3 separate regions of the Sus scrofa genome follow, and regions 1 and 2 are each linked to region 3. The links are chromatin contacts, called in public Hi-C and HiChIP or PLAC-seq maps. All regions are on one chromosome and are shown on one strand. The core of a region is the stretch at or near the end of the contact, and the rest is flanking DNA. Distances in the headings are between cores, read along the strand shown. Region 1 holds the start of CENPV (centromere protein V). Region 2 overlaps ZNF287 (zinc finger protein 287). Region 3 overlaps TRPV2 (transient receptor potential cation channel subfamily V member 2).

Region 1 (3,280 bases), core at 485-2,984, 65 kb after region 3:
GGCTCAGCTGTTAACCAACCCGACCAGGATCCGTGAGCTTGCGGGTTTGATCCCCGGCCTTGCTTAGTGGGTTGAGGATCTGGTGTTGCTGTGAGCTGTGGTGTACGTAGCAGATGCAGCTCGGATCCCACCAGCAGCTGTAGCTCTGATTTGATTCCTAGCCTGGGAACTTCCATATGCCACAGGTGCAGCCCTAAAAAGAAAAAAAAAAAAAAAAAAAAGAGTACATGCTATTTTTAAAGCTTCAGAAACAGGTAAAACCAAGCTCTGGTGATTCAAGTCAGAGTAGTGGTCCCGGAGTTCCCGTCATGGCGCAGTGGAAACGAATCCGACTCGGAACCATGAAGTTATGGGTTCTGTTCCTGGCCTTGCTCAATGGGTTGAGGATCTGGCGTTGCCATGAGCTGTGGTATAGGTGGCAGATGCGGCTCGGATCCCTCATTGCTGAGCCTGTGGCATAGGCTAGCGGCTACAGCTCTGATTTGACCCCTAGCCTGAGAATCTCCATGTGCAGCGAGTGCAGCTCTAAAAAGCAAAAAAAAAAAAAAAAAAATGTGCTCCCCTGTGTTTTCTTTAACCTGAGAGAAACTCTCTGGAGTGCTGAAAATAGTCAATATTTAAATTGGTGGCCATTACATAAGCTGTATATTTAAGATATGTGCATTTTGCTGCATATAAACTATACCTTCAGTGAAACTCTAATCCACACAGCTAAAGCTATACTCAGAGGAAAATTTATAGTCATTAATATTTTATTACCAAATACTAAAAATAAAGGAACTATGTATTAGTTTACTAACGGTAAGGTAAAAACAAAAAGGAATGTTGACATTAAGGGAGTAGAAAACAAAAATGTAGAAAAATGAGTAAAAGAACGTTATTTCTTTGAAGATATGAATAAAATAGAGGAACAAAATAGGTTTGGAAAATACTTGGGTTCCATTAGTGGGTCTCAAGATTTTTGTCTTTAAACTTCGGTACCATGTTCAACAAAACCATCATAATGGGATTTGGTGCGGAATTCATTTATTACGTTTAAAGGATCTGCTGCCCATTGAGATTCTGAAGTCGCTGTTCTGTTTTGTTTTTAAATTTATTTTTAAAGACGTTCTATTTTATTTATTTATTTATTTTTGGCCACACTCCTGGCATGCGGATGTTCCCAGGTCAGGGACAGAACCCGCACCAGAGCAGTGACAACGCAGATCCTTAACCTGCTGAGCCAGGAGGGAATCCTAAAGATGCTGCTTTATAATCTGGCAGAAAAGTCCAAGTTTAGGATCAGTGATTGCACCTGCTGTGTGTCCCGCAGCTGCAGGTGCCCGGCCGTTTACCCAGATTAGCTCCCCATGCGCCGCGTAGCTCCTGCCAGGCAGGTGCTGTCCTCCACATGTGAGAGGTGAAGTCGTCCCGGGGTGTCTGCGCAGAAGTGGCTCTGAATTCAGGACTCAGCAGGGTAGGAAGAAGCCCTCGGGTTCGGGGCGCGGAGGCGCCTCGGCAGGTTCCCAGAGGCTCCGGGTGTCGGGGTAGGAGGGCCCAGGCGCGGTCCCACAGGGCCTGCGGGCCGGGGCGGCGCAGGTGCAGGCCCCGCGGCCGGGGGCGGGCTGGGTGCGGTGCGGCGGGGCAAGCACCGGCCGGGCGGGCGCAGCGGCCCCTGGGCTGGCGGGGCAGCGGGCGCGCGCGGGCGGCGTGGGCGCGTGGGCGCAGCGAGCGCGCGCGGAGCGGGGACGCGCGGCGGCGAGGCCTGCGCGCCAGGCTGCGGGAGCCATGCGGCGGGCGAGGAGCGGCGCGGCGGCCAAGCCACGCGGGCAGAAGCGGACCGGGGCCTCCAGGGCCCCTGCGGCCGCCGCCTCGGCCCCCGGTGCCGGCCGCGCACGGACACCCGCGGGCCAGACGGGGGGCGGGAGCCGGGCAGCGACGAGGCAGCCGTCGGCCAAGCGGCGGCCGCAGTCGTCGCCGCGGGCGCCGGAGGCGGGCCCCGGGGAGCCGCCGCCGGAGCCGCCGCTGCCCCCGCCTCCGCCCGCGGCGCCCTCGGCGTCCGAGCTGGACCTGGGCGAGCAGCGGGAGCGCTGGGAGACGTTCCAGAAGCGGCAGAGGCTCAGCTTCGAGGGCGCCGCCAAGCTGCTGCTGGACACCTAGTGAGTGCGGCGCGGCCGGGCCGGCGCCCGTAACGTCTCCCGCGGCGCTCGAGCCGCCGCACCGGCCGGACAAAGGCCGAGGCGTCCGGCCCGCGCCTGGCGCCCGAGCGGCCGGCCTTCCCGGGAAGAGGGGCGCCCGGCTGCCCCGGTCCCGGAGCCGCTTTGGGGTTTGCGCACGGGTGTGGAGAGCGGCCGGGAGGGGCGGCAGGGCCTGGGGGAGCTGGGACTGTGCGGGGACCGGGCGCCCGTTATTGTGTGCGCGTCTCGCGGGGAGGAGCGCGCGGGCCGCCGGTTCGCAACCGCCGCGGGCGGGACCTCAGGGCGGCCGAGGCGCGAGCCGTGAGCCCTAAGTTGCGGGGGTCCCGGTCTCCATGGGCCCCTGCTGCCCCGTAGAGCAGCTGTGCGGCAGGGACGTGCTTTAGCGCCCTGAGTCTCTCAGGACCCATCATTTCAAGCTGAAACCCCCCGAGAAAACAAAACAACCTAACAGTTGCGTAACAACCTGAGGATTAGTCCTTTTCTTGGACAAAAATGTCCTCTGTCCTTGCTCCATAAGAAATTCGCGTTAGGATGAGTCTTCTTCAGAGACGGAATATTTGGTTTTCCCTGTGCTTCACTCTCTCATCCATCATCTTGGACTATGAGCTGGACAATTTCTCTACAGCAGCATTTTCGAGCTCCTCAGCTGTGCCAGCTGCTGCTGAGTGGGGGCATATCAAGGTCTCAGAAGTGTACAAGGCAAACTCGAAGTAATTTTTTACTTGCGCACTGACTGACAGATGATCAAGAGAAGGATTTTTAAACGTTGACAAAAAAGGGTGGGATTTTTTTACCTATCAGATTGGCGCAAAGTTGCAGACATTTGTCAAAAAGAAACCAAAACTCGCTAAGTTAAAAATATATAACTAACTCTTCACTGTTATTGTTAAAACATTAGTGCATGGAAGAAAGTCTGGAGGCACATATAGCAAATACTTAACTGTGCAGCCCTCTGGGTGTTAGGATTTAGGAGACTTTGATTTTTAACATCGGATGTTGTAAATTGAATTTTACAGTATATATAATTATGCAGTAATTCATACTTACTGAATTTTTTACAGTAAGCATTTGGGAAAGCAGAAGAAAATTTTAATACATCAAGC
Region 2 (3,411 bases), core at 137-2,636, 79 kb before region 3:
ATCTAGGGCACTTAACTGCCTTCTGACAAAGCTATCTTAGAGTCACCTTGCACTATGAATGCCCAGAGATGGGATGAGCTATTTCTCTAGGAATCTCTGGCTCTTGTTGATAGGCCGAAACTTATGAGACAGGATCTGGGCAGTAGGCATGCTCACTGCTACTGGACATGCTTAGCAAGTGGGCTGAGCCCTTCCGCCATTCACCTGAGTCTGCAGCAAGGCAACTCTACCCTCCGTTCATCAGTTACCTAATGTCTAATTATGTAATGGGAGCCATAATTACACACCCGGACAAATGACTGAAAGCAAACAACTAAGTCTTGTTGAGCGTACAACTCAATTGTAGAGAACCCAAGTGTTAGGTAGACTAGGAAGACCGCAAGCTTAAACACGAGAGGTCTTGAGCTGAGGCCATCAGCACTGCGTTTCCAGAGGAAGGGAGCCTGTCAGTTAACCACGCAAATGTGCTAAGCAGAGAGTATTAGCAGCTAGCTGTATGACACCTACTATGTTGTGTGTGAACACTGACATGTCCTAATTTTCTGTATAGAGAGGCTCATCACCCTCCTTTCCATCACCTTCCTTAAGGCAGGTCTGGATCTAAATTTCAATTCTGAGGATCTGTTTCATGCAAAGTACTAGGTTTTCTTGCTGAATTTTATTTGGTCTTTAAAACTTAAAACCATTCATTCTTTGACTCTTGTCTTCTGGTATCAATTCACTTGCATGTGCCTGTAACTGAGATTTTGCCCTTTCTCTGTTTTCATGGCTCTATTTCACTTTAATTATTACCCCCTTAGGACACTACAGCCATTAAAAATGGCAAGCATGTGCACTACAGTGATGTGTATAAATGTGTGTGTAACCTCGTCAGAAGCACTGGGTGCTCTGTGGATGGGGAAGTCAAGCCCAGGATGCCTGAAGTCATATACACAGCGACGGAATAAGGGCTGGATCCATGGGTTCTTTCTGTAAAATCCTGTGAAATGAAAACTCACAAATACGGGCAGGGAGAGTGGCTTCTCGGCAGGAAGTCTTTCCACTCTAACCGTGAAGCTCTCAGGAAGCCCCTTCCCCATCAAGAGTCCGCACGTCCGCCCGCGCGCAGTGCTCTCGCCCGCCCAGGGACGGCCCGCCATCGAGCTGGGTGGAGGCGACGGCCAAAGCCCAAGTTCGCCTCCTTCAGGGAGGGTTTCAGACCATCGCCGCGCCTCTCCGGACCCAGAGCTCAGGGACCCCGGCATCCCAACAGTTGCAGGCTCACGGCCAGCTTCCGGGTAAAGGGAATTCTGGGATGCTGGGCGGGGCCGGGCACGCAGGCGCTCCTGGGAAAGGCCGACGCGCCCACCTGCGCAGGCGCACCGGCCATTGTCGTGGCTCCGCCGGCGCCCCCCCGCCTAGGGCCTGCGTACTTCCTCGCGCGCTCTAGGCGGGACCTGGCGGCGGGAGGGAGCGGGATGTTCCCGCGCAGCCCCAGGCTGCACCCAGGCACGTTTTCCCCGCGACACCTCTTCCGAGCTCAGCCTTCAGGGACCGAGGGGTTTGTTGACGCGGCTAAAGATGGAGACTTTCTGTTTTTTTCGCCGCCCGCGGCATATGGAGTTCCAGAGCCAGGAATCAGGTCCAAGCCACAGGTGCAAACTAACCGCAGCTGCAACAACGGCGGTCCTTAACCCACCCACGGTGCGGTACCAGGGAGCGAACCTGCATCCCAGCGTTCCCAAGACGCCGCTGATCCAGTTGTGCCACAGTGGGAACTTAGAGACTTTTTAAATATACCTTTTGCATTAAAACAATTCCTTAATATTATCAACTGAATGTTTAGATTCCCCTGCTTGATGTAATTTCTTCTTGCGTTTCTTACAGTCTGTTTATTTGATTCAGGATTCAACAAAGTTGCACCCTTTGAAATTAATTGATACGTAACGAAATCTCTTTTTCAGTCTGTAAGTTCTCTGACATTTCTCTTTTTTTCTTTCAATGTATTTCTTGGAGAAACTGTGTCTTTTGTCTGGTAGTGTTTCTCAGTCCATACAGTGGTCTTAAGATACTAATACAGCAGTTTCATTTTTTTTTTTTTCATTTTGCTTTATAAAATTCAGGGATTGCTTTTACTGCATTTTGGCGTTATAATGAAGTAAAGTTTTTTTCATGCCAGCAAGGTAAAATCTACAAAACAAAGCAGAGAAATCCAACTTCTATCCCTGTAGGGTCTACACAGTTTCCTCTTTCCCCAAAGCTAACCATTTTAAAAATTTACAGTTTATTCTTAAAATTTTTTAAATATGAGAAAATGTATGCACACATAGTCAACTCTTGGACAACGGGTTTGGGGCAGCAACCCTTCCAGGCAAAGCCACATATAACTTTGTAATAGTTCCTTCCTCCCCTCAGTTCAGCACCCATCCATTGTAGTGTTGTAGTACACATTTATTGAAAAAAAAAGTCCACACATAGGTGGACACACAGTTCAAACCAGTGTTGTTCAAGGATCAGCTGTATGTTCCTTCCACCCTTTCTTAGAAAGACTGTAACCTGTATACACATCTCTTCACCTCTTCCACATAAAAAATATACCCTGGAGATCACAGAGATGGCCCTCAGTTCTTTTTTCACTGCTGCATATTACTGCATTTGGATGTAAGATAGCATATTCCACTAGTCCTTTAATGAAAGACATTCAGGTTGTTTCTCAAAGGAGGCAAGAAAGGAGAAGTATAGATCAGGTGAGACAAGTAGAAAACATGGCAAGAAGGAATATTTGAACCCAAGTACATCTATAATCACAGGAGATAAACGGAATAAATACCTCCAGTCAAATTCAAAGATTGTCAGACCGGATTTTTAAGAAATTACTGTTTATTGTGGGGGGGGGTGTCTTTTTTTTTTTTTTTTTTTTTTTTTTTTGTAGGGCTGAGCCTGCGGCATATGGAGGTTCCCAGGCTAGGGGTCAAATCGGAGCTGTAGCTGCCTGGCCTGTGCCACAGCCACAGCAACTTGGGATCTGAGGCGAGTCTGAGACCTACCCCACAGCTCAAGGCAACACCAGATCCTTAACCCACTGATCGAGGCCAGGGATCAAACCTAAAACCTCATGGTTTCTAGTCGGGTTCGTTAACCACTGAGCCCTGATGGGAACGCCAAGAAATTATTCTGTTTAAAAGAGACACACTTTGGGAGTTCCCGTAGTGGTGCAGCAGAAACAAATCTGACTAGGAACCATGAGGTTGCGGGTTCTATCCCTGGCCTCACTCAGTGGGTTAAGGATCCAGCGTTGCCATGAGCTGTGGTGTAGGTTGCAGACGCGGCTTGGATCCTGTGTTGCTGTGGTTGTGGCGTAGGCCAGGCCGCTACAGTTCTGATTCACCCCTAGCCTAGGAACCTCCATATGCTGCGGATGTGGCCCTAAAG
Region 3 (3,102 bases), core at 226-2,725:
GTGGTGGTTACTGTTCAGATCAAATCTTACCTCTTCTTGGGCTGAGGTCTCTGGGCCACCGCTGGCAGCTTTAAAACTCTGCTCTGCTGATCATTCTTCAGCGCTCAACACCTGGTGGGATGCACACGAGGCACCTGTTGACAGACAGCAGGTGCCAAGGACAGATTGTTCTGTGCTGCCAGCCACCACTACAAATTACAGCCATCCTATCACGAGTCCCTAAAGAACTCGGTTCACTGCGGATGTTTTTTAACCCATTTAGTCACATTAAACATTACAAAGCTAAGGCCATCAATTTTCAGAGCATCTCTGAACACAGAAGCAGACTGCTCAGGGCTCTATGACATAAAAAAGAATTCCTGGGCTCACTGTGCAGTCTGACCCAGACACCATGAACCACATTCTGACAATAAAGGTCAAGGGCTACGCAGTACAAGGTATCAGATCAGCCAGGTGGCACTGCCAATAGGCCCCTGAAACCACCAGCCCCTCCACAGAACAGAGCTTGCTTACCTTCTGAGCAGGCCATGCTCAGCTGTTGGTGATCACATGCTGGCACCTTGGTAATCTGCAGCCTGGGTGAACAAAAAATTCCAGGTCACAGCCCAGACCAACTTACTCCTGGGCACCAGCTACTTGTGAGGGCTCGACTGCAGTCAGCCAGGAGTTATTATCGTCAGTTATCGCTTCTGACGGCACTTCCTATTAGTGATTTCATCAGAGCAGCCAAGTACCTCACCACGCCAAAGCCCTGACTCCCCAAACCACCCTAAAATACAGCCTGCAGGGAGGCATTCTGACACAATTGCTCCTCGATACAGATGCTCCTTAGACATAACCAGTGTCAGACCAGAAGCCTGCAACCGCCTAACGTTGCAGTTACGCAAGGAGGCGGTTCATAATTATGTCACGGCGACGAAGTAGACGTCAAGATCAGTGCATTTGAGATTAAAACAGCTAGGTTACCTGCCAAGCCCTGCCCCGACTGGCCCTTACCTCGAGCAAGGATGCTGCTCCGGTTCCCAAAGCCCTGAGCGGGCCTGCCACCTGAAATATGGAATAGAACGTGCACTTAGGACGCATTCTGGCAGTTACCATACCTGAAGTCGGTTTCAGCGACTGCGGTCAGATCGGCGTTAAATTCGTCATTTCTCGCTTCTGACGACATTTTATACATAATCATCATGAGAGCCGAGCAAGCTCCCCTCGCAATCCCACTACGAACCCTGTTCCGCGCCCTCGGGTGCAGGCAGCCCGCTTACCCGCTTCTCTCGGGGCTGCTCACTCCCAGCGGCTAGCCTGGGGCAGGGCCCTGACCTGCAGGGACTTCAGGCTCCCGACAAACATGCACATGGTCCTCGGGCCTCCGGCCCAATCCCCCAACACCCGGCCACAGCGCCCGCCCCAATGCTTGTGTGAGCGCAGCCGCCCGCCGCCCTGCAGTTACGCTTCCCGCGAACATCTTTGAGAAGTGAGAAAGGCTCTGTCGCCCGCGCCCCGGCCCCGGCCCCCCCGCGAGCAGGAGCGAGGCACCGAGCGAACTCAACCCCACAGGGAAAAGGCCGCATCCTTCCGGTCCCAGATTCTTAAGGAGTTGGAATATTCCACTCTTTACAGAAGGGTGAGGAGTCCTGGCAAAGGCTCACGGGAACTTCCAGCCTGTTTGACGGTACAGGCGCCGCCGCTCCGCCCCGAACTCCCCCCGTCTGTAGAGCCAATGGTCTCTTCCGAGGCTCGGGAATTCTGGGTCACAGGCTCTGGAGAGCCCCAGAGCGCCTGCGCAGGGCCCGAGCAGTCACGCCGGACGGGCTCTGTTCTGATGCTGTGTGGTTTGCGGCGAATAGCGCTTGCAGTTGCGGGTCTGGAAGGTGGAGCTGCAGAGACCAGCGGTGGTTGTTCTGAGCTTCACATGCGACTAGGCCCTTGAGACGCTGCAAAGCCCGGGCCTGCAGCCAATGTGCACCCACCTTAGCTGTTCCAGGTTCTGGGGGGCGGTGCTGTCTGGCCTCCCCGAACGAGTCTGCAACCCCGGCATTCCGACCGACCGTTCTCACTCGCCTTCCTCCGCCCCGGCTCCATCGGGACTCCTTCAGGAGTGCCCCCGTCACCCCGACCGGGAAGCCTCCCTCCCAGCGTGGGAACAGGCTTGCTACTTAAAACATTCAACCCGTGCCCTCACGTCCTAGGAACACACATTACCCCAAGGGAGGAAACTGGAAAGGCGATAGTGAGACAAAGATTTTTGAGCTGGTCTTAGAAATAAGTATGGGCTTTTAATGGAGGCTTCTTGAGAGAGCCGAACCTAGGAGTCACACACGAGATCATCGGCCTGTGCGAAGGGAGAGCAGGTGGTGTCTAGAAATGCTTGGGCAGAACCATGGAGGGCTGGGGATGCCAGCTAGGGGCCCCCGAGGGCGCTGGAAGCCTCTCAGGCCTTCAGAGACAGGGGTAACGTGTTGTCCTACTGTCTAGGGAAGGTCCCTCTGGCTTGGAGGGGTGGGAACTAAGCCGGAAGCCCGTGGGGAGAGGAGCAATAATCCACAGCCTGAGCTAAGCAAGCCCAGGAACCTGAAGGCTTAGAGACGACCTGGGGGCGGCTTTGAGGGGTATCTGGAGACTGTGAGAGAGGAAGGAGTGGTGGCCGTGCTTGCCCATGTCCACCATCTTGCGTCTGGGGTGACAGCAGGCCCAGTACCTTGGCCAGCTACCTGCAGGGTGAGGGTCCCCTGTGCCCAGACACAGACCTGTGCTCACGGAGACATGCAACAGCCCAGGGGCCCAGCACCTTTACGCAAACAATGTTTTCAGGAGAGGCAGTCATGGGAAAATATTTATTTTGACCACCCATGTTCTCTGGGGCCCCAGGGCCAGCAGATAGGGCTAGACTAGTTCCCCGCTCTGGCCTTCAGGCCTCCTGCTGAATCAGCGCGACTCCAGGGGCTGGAGGGGCACGTTGTCTTCCTCCGTCACACTGTCCTGGCTGGGCTGGGAGGCCAGGGGTTCGTTCGTGTCACCTGTAAGCAGGATGGAGACCACTGTGGCTTGGCCTTTGGTGTGTGTCACCAAGGACAGGTGCCAGGGAAACAGGAGGAGCTCACAGGC

The links. Hi-C and Micro-C count contacts between places; a contact is called where the count stands out from the background. HiChIP or PLAC-seq counts read pairs in DNA pulled down with a chosen protein or histone mark.
Region 1: a Hi-C map of retroperitoneal adipose tissue shows a contact between it and region 3, with 1.7 times the contacts expected there. The contact joins the promoter of CENPV here to the enhancer-like site in region 3. A contact is called at or near these places in 5 of 47 Hi-C or Micro-C datasets (adipose tissue, embryonic fibroblasts, epiblast stem cells and 2 more) and 2 of 2 datasets of contacts at active chromatin or transcription factors (alveolar macrophages and skeletal muscle).
Region 2: a contact with region 3 is called in an H3K27ac HiChIP or PLAC-seq map of alveolar macrophages. The contact joins two enhancer-like sites. A contact is called at or near these places in 8 of 47 Hi-C or Micro-C datasets (alveolar macrophages, blood, brain and 5 more) and 1 of 2 datasets of contacts at active chromatin or transcription factors (alveolar macrophages).

Annotation. Positions count from the first base shown.
Region 1 is chr12:59,198,307-59,201,586 of Sscrofa11.1, forward strand. CENPV (centromere protein V) reads left to right here and starts at 1,735. Exons shown (of 4, transcript XM_021066287.1): 1 at 1,735-2,138. The coding sequence starts at 1,768.
Region 2 is chr12:59,054,160-59,057,570 of Sscrofa11.1, forward strand. ZNF287 (zinc finger protein 287) reads left to right here. Exons shown (of 6, transcript XM_003132027.5): 6 at 1-2,820. Among named protein-coding and RNA genes, the nearest start is that of ZNF287, 17 kb to the left of the region's middle. Within about 2 kb of position 1,387, at least 57 of the 83 cell types and tissues checked have an H3K27ac peak or open chromatin away from gene starts, as enhancers often do. A contact at or near this core is called in alveolar macrophages, mesenteric adipose tissue and retroperitoneal adipose tissue, where this site is marked.
Region 3 is chr12:59,133,071-59,136,172 of Sscrofa11.1, forward strand. It overlaps TRPV2 (transient receptor potential cation channel subfamily V member 2), which reads right to left. Exons shown (of 19, transcript XM_013980349.2): 15 at 1,263-3,014; 16 at 997-1,047; 17 at 514-575; 18 at 31-134. The coding sequence ends at 2,923. Among named protein-coding and RNA genes, the nearest start is that of TRPV2, 18 kb to the right of the region's middle. Within about 2 kb of position 1,476, at least 63 of the 83 cell types and tissues checked have an H3K27ac peak or open chromatin away from gene starts, as enhancers often do. A contact at or near this core is called in adipose tissue, alveolar macrophages, embryonic fibroblasts and 3 more, where this site is marked.